2 separate regions of the Mus musculus genome follow, and region 1 is linked to region 2. Evidence: chromatin contacts called from public Hi-C data. All regions are on one chromosome and are shown on one strand. Each heading gives the region's core, a stretch centred on a gene start, on an enhancer-like site or on the middle of the called end of the contact. The rest is flanking DNA. Distances are from core to core; before and after follow the strand shown.

Region 1 (5,152 bases), core at 1,874-4,373, 500 kb before region 2:
GGTCTATCAACTCCAATATTCTGTTTGTAAGGTATACACACACACACACACACACACACACACACACACACACAAGGGGTGGAGAGAGAGAGAGAGAGAGAGAGAGTGAGAGAGAGAGAGAGAGAGAGAGAGAGAGAGAGAGAGAGAGAGAAGAGAAGGATACACAGGCACAGCTCACGGTGGATTTTAAGCAAACTGCAAATGGTTTCCCTAGAAACAGCTCTTTATGCCCTAGTAGGTATTTCTTAGCCTTCCAGACAAAGTACTGGGGAGGGACTGGATTGGACAATGCTCAAAATCACTGACATTAAGTTCTCCAAATTCTGACATTTTCCCCTTCCTTATTCTGGAGGCCCTAAGATCTCCCATAGCCCAGCATTGGTGTTTATCCAATCCTGAGATTTCAGAACCCGTAGCCACAGACTAGGGCATGCAGGAAGAGATAAGAGGTGTGAAGTCAGTAAGCCTGCTGCTGCAAAGAAAAACAGGCAACAGGGGTGGATACCACGTGGGAAACTATGTCTGTTTTGTGGCCCTCAGTCCTTTCCTTTAAAATCTTCTTTGGTCACTATCCCATTGTATATTCATATATTGCCCTTGCCTAAAAGACATACCTTAAAGAAGTGTCATCCTTCTATTTGAGGACCTTCCAGATTTGACTGCTAAAGATACAGACAGAGTCCTGAGCTGGATCCTCAGCTCAGAGGCCTGGAGGTAACACACACACACACACACACACACACACACACACACACACACACACTCACACACACACACACACACACACACACACACACACACTCACACACACACACACTCACACACACACACACACACTCACACACACACACACTCACACACACACACACTCACACACACACTCACACACACGTCAGTCAGAGTCACAGAACTCAGAAGGAACAGGAACGTACATGTTTAAGTCTTACTTGAGATAAGTCTATAAGAACGGCTCATCAAGATACACACCTACCACAGCAACAACTCAGATCAATATGCAATCAGGATAAAATCCCACATGGGCAGACCCAGACTGTGAAATCCTACTAATAATCGTGACTCTTTTCTTGGAGTTTGTGAAGGCATCTGTTGAAATAAAAGTGGTCCTGGTGACAACTGGCCCATGGATTACCATGGCTTCTCCATCTTAACCCTTCAGTGTGGCTTCATTAGTTTAAAGTATTTTAAGCTGTACTATAGAATCCCAAGGCCAGAAGGACATGGAATAAATACATCTGAAGTAAGGAGAAGCTGTGGATAAGGACAGTTTGTAAATTACTTCATGCATTTGGGGTTTTGAGGAAGAAGAAGGGGAAGAGATAAACCAAGGGAAGCAAAACAAAGGTTACAAGCAGTGTATGACTGGGCAGTGCCAGGAGGCCAGGCTCTAAATGTTACCTGTTACCCTCTGTGTGGTCTTGTGGGACTTCTGTCCCCTCTTCTCTCTGCACGTAGGCTTTTCTTACCCACAATGTGAGGTAGGAAATGCACAGCTATAACTTCTGATTCTGGCTCCAGCCAGGGGCGGGGCCATTTGTCCCCATGATTACTGGAACCATAGCCACAAAGGTGTCATTTCTATTCACATAGAACTTTCTAGACTGTTAAACTTGCTTATGCTCATTGTCCCACCTGAGTTTCATGGAAAAGACAAAGCCTTGTCTACAGAAGGGAGGGACCATTCCACAGAGCAGGGACATGTGCTCTGTTCAGGGTATGAGAATCATCCCACATGCTCAGGTTTGGTTCCAGGCACCTGTTGGGGGTTGAAATGTGTGAGCTAGTGTAGCTTGGGGCTTCTGAGAAAGGGTCTTAGACCATGCAGTAAATGACAAAACCTCTCTGACCACCAGTGAAGGCATTTCAAGTCAGCCACTATGCATCTTGCCCCGAGCTACCCCATGAGCATCCTTTAAAGACTCACGAGATGTTCTTGAGGACATTGGGGACAACAAAGGAACATGTCCCAAGTGGTTTTCAAAGGACCAAGTGTGTTTGCTGGGTTGATGGGAAAGAGCAGAATCTGTTTGCCAACCTTGCCTTTAAACTCCCCGCTGTGTCTAGCTGGCCTTTCGAGTTTCAGTGCAGTCAGAATTACGTTATCTGCAGCCAGCTGCAGGGTCCCAGCTGTGTCCAAGACTAAGGTTGGAAGCTTCCAGAGCTCATCTCTGACCTTAGATAGACTTTGTTTATGGTCCTTTCAACTCTCTTTCCTTGTCTGTCAAATGGGTTGGCCCTAGAGGGAATTGTGCACTCCATGAGGATGAGCTCCATCTACGAAGGCCTCCAAGAGCATTAACCCATCTGCTCACACAAAGGATGGCTCGTGACCATGTATTCCGCATTGATATGGAGGAGGAAAAAAAGAGGAGAAAGGGGGATGCAGTGGAGAAGGGAGAAAGAAAATCAACCTGGAGGGAGAGTTACTATACAGCTCTTTAACACCTGCCTCGTGGGGTCTAGAAGTGTGCTAATTGTCTGATGAAGACACTGCAGGGGTGGGGTGGGACCTGTGAAATTCTTATATCATACACAACAATGATGGAGGCTCATGGTTGAATGGATACAAATTAGGAAGGAAAGACTAGGGTGGGGGTGGGGGGATGGATCATAAAAAAAGAAATGAAAGCAAATCTCTATACTCCCATCCCTACCTGCTTTCCTCCCCTCCTGTGTTATTTCAGAATTACTGTTTTCTCTGTGAAGTTTCCAGAAACTAAAAGGCACCCGTGCATGTAAACGAATCCTCTCTTTAATCCTCTACCATCTATTCCCTGAAATTTAAGTGAGAAAAAAACTGTTTCCTAACTGAATCCAGACCTGCACTCCACAAACAAAATAAATTATGTCACCAGGACATTTCATGCCTCTGGGTTGATGACTGGGGGAAGACAGGAGAGGAGAGGGATGAAGAGGTACCCCTCCCCCCCAGCCCTAAATAAAAAACAGGCATTCTAACAGACTCACGGCTGGCCAAAGTAGGGAGAAACTCAGAGCTCCAAGACTTGGTGCTTGGGTCTAAATTTAGAACCTATTTGTAGACAAGTTGGAGTGAGTTCAGAGAAAAGCCACCAAAACAATTAGAGGAATGCAGTTTAATTGGCCCAGCTTGGCTAAGCAACTGCTGAACAGGGAGCCTTACAGAGTCTGGAGCCAGAGGGAAGACATAAACAGTGTGTGTGTTTGGGGGGGGGGGCGGCTTAGCGTGCAGCACAAGAGGGCCTGGGACATAAATTGATCTCAGAGAAGATGGGACATAACTCAAGCCAGACTTGTGCATCCTGCGACGGGAGCCCCTTGGACTTGTAGAGCCACATAGTTAGGCCTCTCCATGGGCCATTACTCCTCAAGTGTTACTGATAACAATACAGTCTTATTTAATATAATATTTACAACTACCCTGCAAGGTAGGTGTGCTTATTCTGATTTATTTTTTGCAGGGAAAGAAATGAAGGCTTGGCAATGCTAAAGAACTTGTCCAGTCTCTTGGAAAATTAAGATTTTTAACTTTCGAACTGGTTGGTTAGTTTCAGAGTTTCAGACTCTCCTCTCTGAGAGATCTCACCTCCTGGTAGCTGTGGAAGGAAAGGAGAGAGAGAGAGAGAGAGAGAGAGAGAGAGAGAGAGAGAGAGAGAGAGAGAGAGAGAACAAACTAGTGAAAACTAGTGAGCTCTGGTAAGATTCCTAAGGCTGCTGTGTAGCTGTGTGCTACTGAAAGAGCAAATTAAAGCCAGACCCTGTCTTGTGTTTCATAAAGAGATAAGAGAAAGGGAATATGTTTGGTGGAGGTATAGTCAGGTTTGGAGGAAGGGGGTGCCTCTGCAGGCCCATGTTGAGGCATTCCTTTCCCCTCTGAAGGACTTCAGGGCATGGGGAAGGGAATTGAGGGAGTAGAGACAGAGAAAGGTGGGGAGACAGAGGAGGGAGAGACAGAGAGGAAGAGGGAAGGGGGAGGGGAAGGGAGAGGGGGAGGGAGAGGGAGAGGGGAAGGGGGAGGGGGAGGGAGAGGGGAAGGGGGAGGGAGAGGGGGAGGGGGAGGGAGAGGGGAAGGGGGAGGGGGAGGGAGAGGGGAAGGGGGAAGGGGAGGGAGAGGGGGAGGGGGAGGGGGAGGGAGAGGGGGAGGGAGAGGGAGAGGGAGAGGGGGAAGGAGAGGGAGAGGGAGAGGGAGAGGTAGAGGGAGAGGGAGAGGGGGAAGGAGAGGGAGAGGGAGAGGGAGAGGGAGAGGGAGAGGGAGAGGGAGAGGGGGGGGGAGAGGGGAATAGAGGCTGGCCATGAGCACAGGGTGGGGGAGGGAAATGGGGAGAGGGAGAGCAGGAGCAAGAGGACAGAGCAAGTGCAGAGGAGTGAGGAGAGGCAAGCAGCCCCTTTCACTGTGAGTCTGGCACACCTGGCTGTTGTCAGGTAACTGTGAGGTGGAACCTAGACTAAATGCCGACACCTTCCCTGTGAGCTCTGATCCTGGGTTGTGTCAGGGCTCCCATCCTTGGCCCTCCTCTGCTGGCTCCTAAGTCTGGCTAACCTCTCTGCATTTTCTCTGGACCCCATGACCTGCTGATGTCCCCTTTGTGGCATAGCTAGAAGAGAACTGACTATAGGTCAGAAAGACCTGTTTTTTAGTTACCACCTGGTTTGATATTTAGTGTGTGTGTGTGTGTATGTGTGTGTGTGTGTGTGTGTGTTTGTGCGTGCGTCCGCGCGCACGCTCATGTATGTATGTTTAGATCAGAGAACAACTTGTGGGAGTTGAGGAGTTGATGCTCTCCTGCCACCAAGTGGATTTCTTGGATTAAACCGAAGTCATCAGACTTGGTGGCAGATTGCCTTTACCCTCTGAGCCATCTCACTGGCTCTCAGTTTTACCTTTTCTAAAAGAAAGGTGTGGCCTCCAGCAAGGTACTTAATTTCTCCAGTTCTGATCTTCTTATCACTTAGACACAGTGAAGTCTGCCGTACAAGGTGGTTGTGGAAACAAGTGGGATCGATACCAAGTCCAGTGAACTTTGTAAATTTCAGGGTGCTCAGGAGAAAAGATCATTGTCAGGAGTGGGGCCTTAAATTGTATTTTAACTCAGTACAGACGAAGGTGAACCTCTCTGAGTTTCTGTCATTTTAGGCTTCTACCTGGCTTGTCCAT
Region 2 (4,478 bases), core at 1,872-4,371:
CCCCAGAAATCAGGGGAAGTTGCTAAGTAAACACCTTCACCAATTCTCCAGAACCTTCTACTGACTTCCAAATCGCCTGTGCAAGAAACTCACTCTTTTGTTTCACTGAATGGTTGAGTTTTCTTTTTTCTCAGAATAGTCTAACACTCCTTTTTACTATTATTATTATTATTATTATTATTATTATTATTATTATTTTGCCTGTGAATCTTAAAACAAACTGCTGAGCCAGGTTTAATAGTCATTTGTATTAATAAGATTCAAAGTGGCCTACAAAAGAAAAAGCAGTCACTAACCCTCCCCACTTCAGAAGAGTGAAGGCTCTCTCTGTGAGCTTCCCACCCACCCTTTGATGTAGTCCTGGGCAAAGCCCCACCCAGCCAGCAGGATCTTCAGGAAAGCTGGAAGAGGGTTGGCACCATCCCTGCCTAAAGTAGGTTTTACTTTGTCAGAGAGGGAGATAGTCTCAGACTCTCAGGAGGGAGGCAGTCTCAAAGCAGAAAAGTGGAGAGGCGAGCAAGCACTGTTTCTCTCTCCAACTTCCTGGCATGTTTACTGTCTGGTTTTCCTGGAATAAAAGAGAGTCCTCAGCCAGATCACCCAAGACAGATTGCTGGAGGGGAGGCAGAGTAGAGTGTGGTCGGAGGCTCCGGTTGCCTTCTGTAAGAGCGAGAATTGGCTACAGAGCAGGCGATGTAGGCACACTACTTAGGCCAGCCTGCTATTAGAGTTTGTCATCTTTCACCTGATAATGATCACAGCTGTTCAGCCACATTACAAAGTGACATTCTGGGTTTAAAACGAGTTTTAGGCTCATTAATAAACCAGCTTTATTTTTTAAGTCCCTGAGGAAGCGTTAATGTTGTAGACTTGATGCATCCTCTGCTCTGTGCATACGCCTGGTCAGTTAATCAAGGCCAAGGTCAGCCTCCACGGTAGCGTGTGGCAGTGAGATGGTGGCTTTGGGGCAGGGGCATGGGTTCTGGGAGGTTATCCTGGTCTCTACAGACCCCAAAGACTGAGGTAAGTAGTAGTACTCCTGAGGGCAAAGAATGACTTCAGGTGGACAGCCAAGGGCCAAGTTTCAGGCTAAGGATGTGACAATCACGAAACGGGAGAATCTGGGTTGACCAGTATAGGTATGCAGACAGACAGACAGCCTGAGCGAGCCTGAAGCCTGAGCTCTTAGGCTCAGTGGGCTCCTGGATCCTGCCAAAAGTGAGCAAAGCCAGCTAGAGAGTGAAGGCCACATTTTCATCAGTAATTTTCTACTACAATAGAGCCAAGAGTTCAGGGTGAATGGCCGTCAGCTTGGATTTGTACTGAGATCACTGGGATTTAGAGGGATAACGGGGGAAGGTAATGGGAAGGATGTGAGCCGAGTCAGAGGAGTGAAAACTATAGATACCCAAGGAGGATGTGGTTCGTGTGAGAGGGTGTGGTCCATGTGAGAGGGTGTGCTGTGACAGGGTGTGGTCCATGTGAGAGGGTGTGGTCCTTGTGAAACCCATCAGGATGTGCTCTTGTTCCTTATGGAAGTGGGGTTCCTCTCCCCCTCTCCAAAGAGCCTGGGAGACTCACCTCCATCAATCCTCAGGTGTAGTTAAGGTGAAGGGTTCATTCTTTTGACAGCCTTTTCGGGGTGACCCTTTCAAGGGGGCCTAGAGTTGCACTAAGGATCTAGGTATAAGCTGTCAGAAACTATCAGTGTTAGTTCAGGCCCAGATGGAGAGTCAGTGAAGAAGCTGGAATGTCTGCGAGGAGAGCTCCATCAGCATTACTTTGTGTAGTGGGAGCAAGCCCATGCAGCTTCAAAGAACCAAGCATAGGTTAGATGCTATTGAGCTGTCATGGGATAGACCAATAGATATCATGGGTTAGACCAACAGATGTGTCAGGGAATTCTTGGGTGTTCAAGAGGATGGCTGTGACTTGTTCAAAGCAAGCCTGATCTTGTGGTTTGCTAGACATGCCCACCACAACTGTGACAACAGCCGTCCGGGTTCTACCCTACTCCGAGTACAGAGCAAGTGTACAGCGCTCCTCAGGGCATGAATCATAACTCCTCTCTCCCTGGCTGAAGAGGAGAGTATTCGTGGAGGCTGCCATTGTCAAGCAGACTGGCAAACATGGCTACTTCTCCCCTGCTCACCCTCTATCCGTGACATGGAAGGAAACTCTAGGCTGGGTGGGAAGTTGGAGCTGATGGTTCCTGAGAATCCTAAGGCAGTATTTCTCTTGACAAGATGAGACAGGGAGGCTCCCTGTGGTGAGCAGGATGAAGAAGAGAAACCTATTTGCAGTGTCCAAGGACAGAGTGGCTGTTTGTGCTGAAGGGGGGTTGGTGGCATTCATTTCAGTATTTCTCTGCTTATTATAACTAATAACAAGATATTTGTTAAACATTTTACAGTCTCCAATGCATTTCCACATCGTCTCATCTCATCATTTCATTCATATTAATAGAGGAATACAAAAACACATCCCAGAGCTAAATCTAATAATACATTATGTTTACATGTATAGAAAAGAGCGCATTCACAGGAAATAAGACTTGAAGGAAATAAGCCAAAATACCCACAGTGGGGCAATTATGAATGATTCATTTTCCTTACCAGCCTTTTGGTGTCTTTTATAACGCTGCTTTGTTTTGTTTATTTATTCAGCAAATATTTGTTGAGAGGCTACAGGAGGGGGGGCAACAGAGGGGGGGAGAGGTAACGTCCCAACAAAACCAGGCCTGATTGCTGCTCCCCTAGAAGCCACAGGTGGCTGTTTGTTTACTCCGTGGTTGACCCATCCACAGCTGCACATTTCCCGTTCCACCAGAGTGACTCTGGTGTTTAAATATGGGATCTCATGGATGGCATGAGTCACTTCTCTGTCTCATGTTGTCATTCCTGGAATGGGGTGTGTTTGGGGGACTAATTGCATCTCCCCCCGTGACAATGGAAAGTGATCCTCTTTCTTGATGATAATCGTGTAACTATCACCAAGTATGCGCAATCTGTGGCGCAACGCTAGAATATGGTGGCCACGTTGCTCTCAGGCCAAGATGCTGTTGTGTCAACACAGAGTCCAAGGAAGTGTGCCAGTAGGCCAGAGGTGACAAGGCAGCATGGGACAGAAAGTCCATTCCTGGAAGGTCAGTATGACTCATGCTGGAACAACTGACTCTAGCATAGGAGCCTAAGAGGCTCTTATGACTGGAATAAGCCAGTGCACTGAGTGAGAAACTTGCTCCTACAGTAAACCTGCTCTCACCCACGCATAATTACACACATGCTTTCTGTTTATTTTATTTTATTATTTATTTATATGGTAATCACAAAAGAACATGTCCTTGGGCTAAATACCAAAGCAAAGATTGTGTTTCTAAAGCTGCCTTTTCCTTAAACCCAATTAAACCAAGGTATGCCCCAGCCTGGAAAATGCTCCCTTGGGTATCCCAGCTCTCTATAAGCCCCTGCAATATCGCAGAGCCTCCACCATTACAGCAGGCAGTGCATCTATATTGTAGAAGTGGATGTAGACCCAGGTACTGAGTAAACCAACGTCAAAGTACCAAGCTATCAAACTGCCTCCAGCTCCAGCCTCAAGAGCAGGTGCTTTGACAACAACTTTAGGCCATCGCTAATGCTGGTATGACTGACAGTCAGGTTTTCCTAGGAGAGGGCTTTCGCCCTTCCTCTTTGCTTTGGTATTTAGCTGTGTTTCCAACATAAGGAAGGAAATCCCTTGAGGTTCACAAGAAACATTCTCCTCGTCTTCCAAACAGAAAGGCCCCGCTGCTGGGTGGGAGCTGCCTACCTCTGGCTTGTGACAGCTCTTCTCCAACTTCTGGATTCAACCTCCTAAGTGCCTTTCACAAGAGAAGGCTCATTTGTCAACCTGACAGCCAGCCCCGTAGTCCTGGTATCTGCTTCACAGTCCCCGTTAGAAGTGGAGGCTTGCCCAGTTGTTGTTCTTCTTCCTTGTTTTTCAAGGCAGTAGAGAAAATTTATTACACATGTCCTCAGTGACTTCCAAACCACCAAAGCTGGAGCCATATAAGGATGGCAGGATTCAGTTCCACCTCACTGAAGCCCTGGGAAAGTTCTAGAAACAGAGGCTGCTTGGTGTGTGGCTACTCCCTGTGCATCCTCAGGGTACAGTGTTTCCCACAAGTAGACCAAAAATAAGAATCAATTAAGCATCTACCAGCTTAGCTACTTAATCACTATTACCTTGCATCCCCCAAAGAAGAAATAGCTCTGGATTCTCCCCAAGCTTTGGACTTTTTTTTTCTATAAAATATGAGCTTGTTTTTCTCAAGGTGGTGTTAATAGCAAAGAATTCGGGAGGGGTGAGCACGATCTCCCCGAGGAATTTGTTGATTAGCTACAACGAGCTAGGCACCATGTCCAGCTGTGTTGGAAGACTCCCAAGAAGTCATATAAAATATGCCCATTTGTTATAGCTAAAATCACTTTTCGTGG

The links. A called contact is a pair of places that touch in the nucleus more often than the background predicts.
Region 1: a Hi-C map of uterus shows a contact between it and region 2, with 4 times the contacts expected there. The contact joins two enhancer-like sites. A contact is called at or near these places in 1 of 484 Hi-C or Micro-C datasets (uterus) and 1 of 115 datasets of contacts at active chromatin or transcription factors (large pre-B cells).

What each region holds. Positions count from the first base shown.
Region 1 is chr11:81,447,407-81,452,558 of GRCm38.p6, reverse strand. It overlaps a transcript of Asic2 not described here. Among named protein-coding and RNA genes, the nearest start is that of 1700071K01Rik, 120 kb to the left of the region's middle. Within about 2 kb of position 3,123, at least 29 of the 459 cell types and tissues checked have an H3K27ac peak or open chromatin away from gene starts, as enhancers often do. A contact at or near this core is called in uterus, where this site is marked.
Region 2 is chr11:80,947,879-80,952,356 of GRCm38.p6, reverse strand. All of the region lies in intron 3 of Asic2 (acid-sensing (proton-gated) ion channel 2), which reads left to right. Among named protein-coding and RNA genes, the nearest start is that of Gm51909, 52 kb to the right of the region's middle. Within about 2 kb of position 3,121, at least 22 of the 459 cell types and tissues checked have an H3K27ac peak or open chromatin away from gene starts, as enhancers often do. A contact at or near this core is called in uterus, where this site is marked.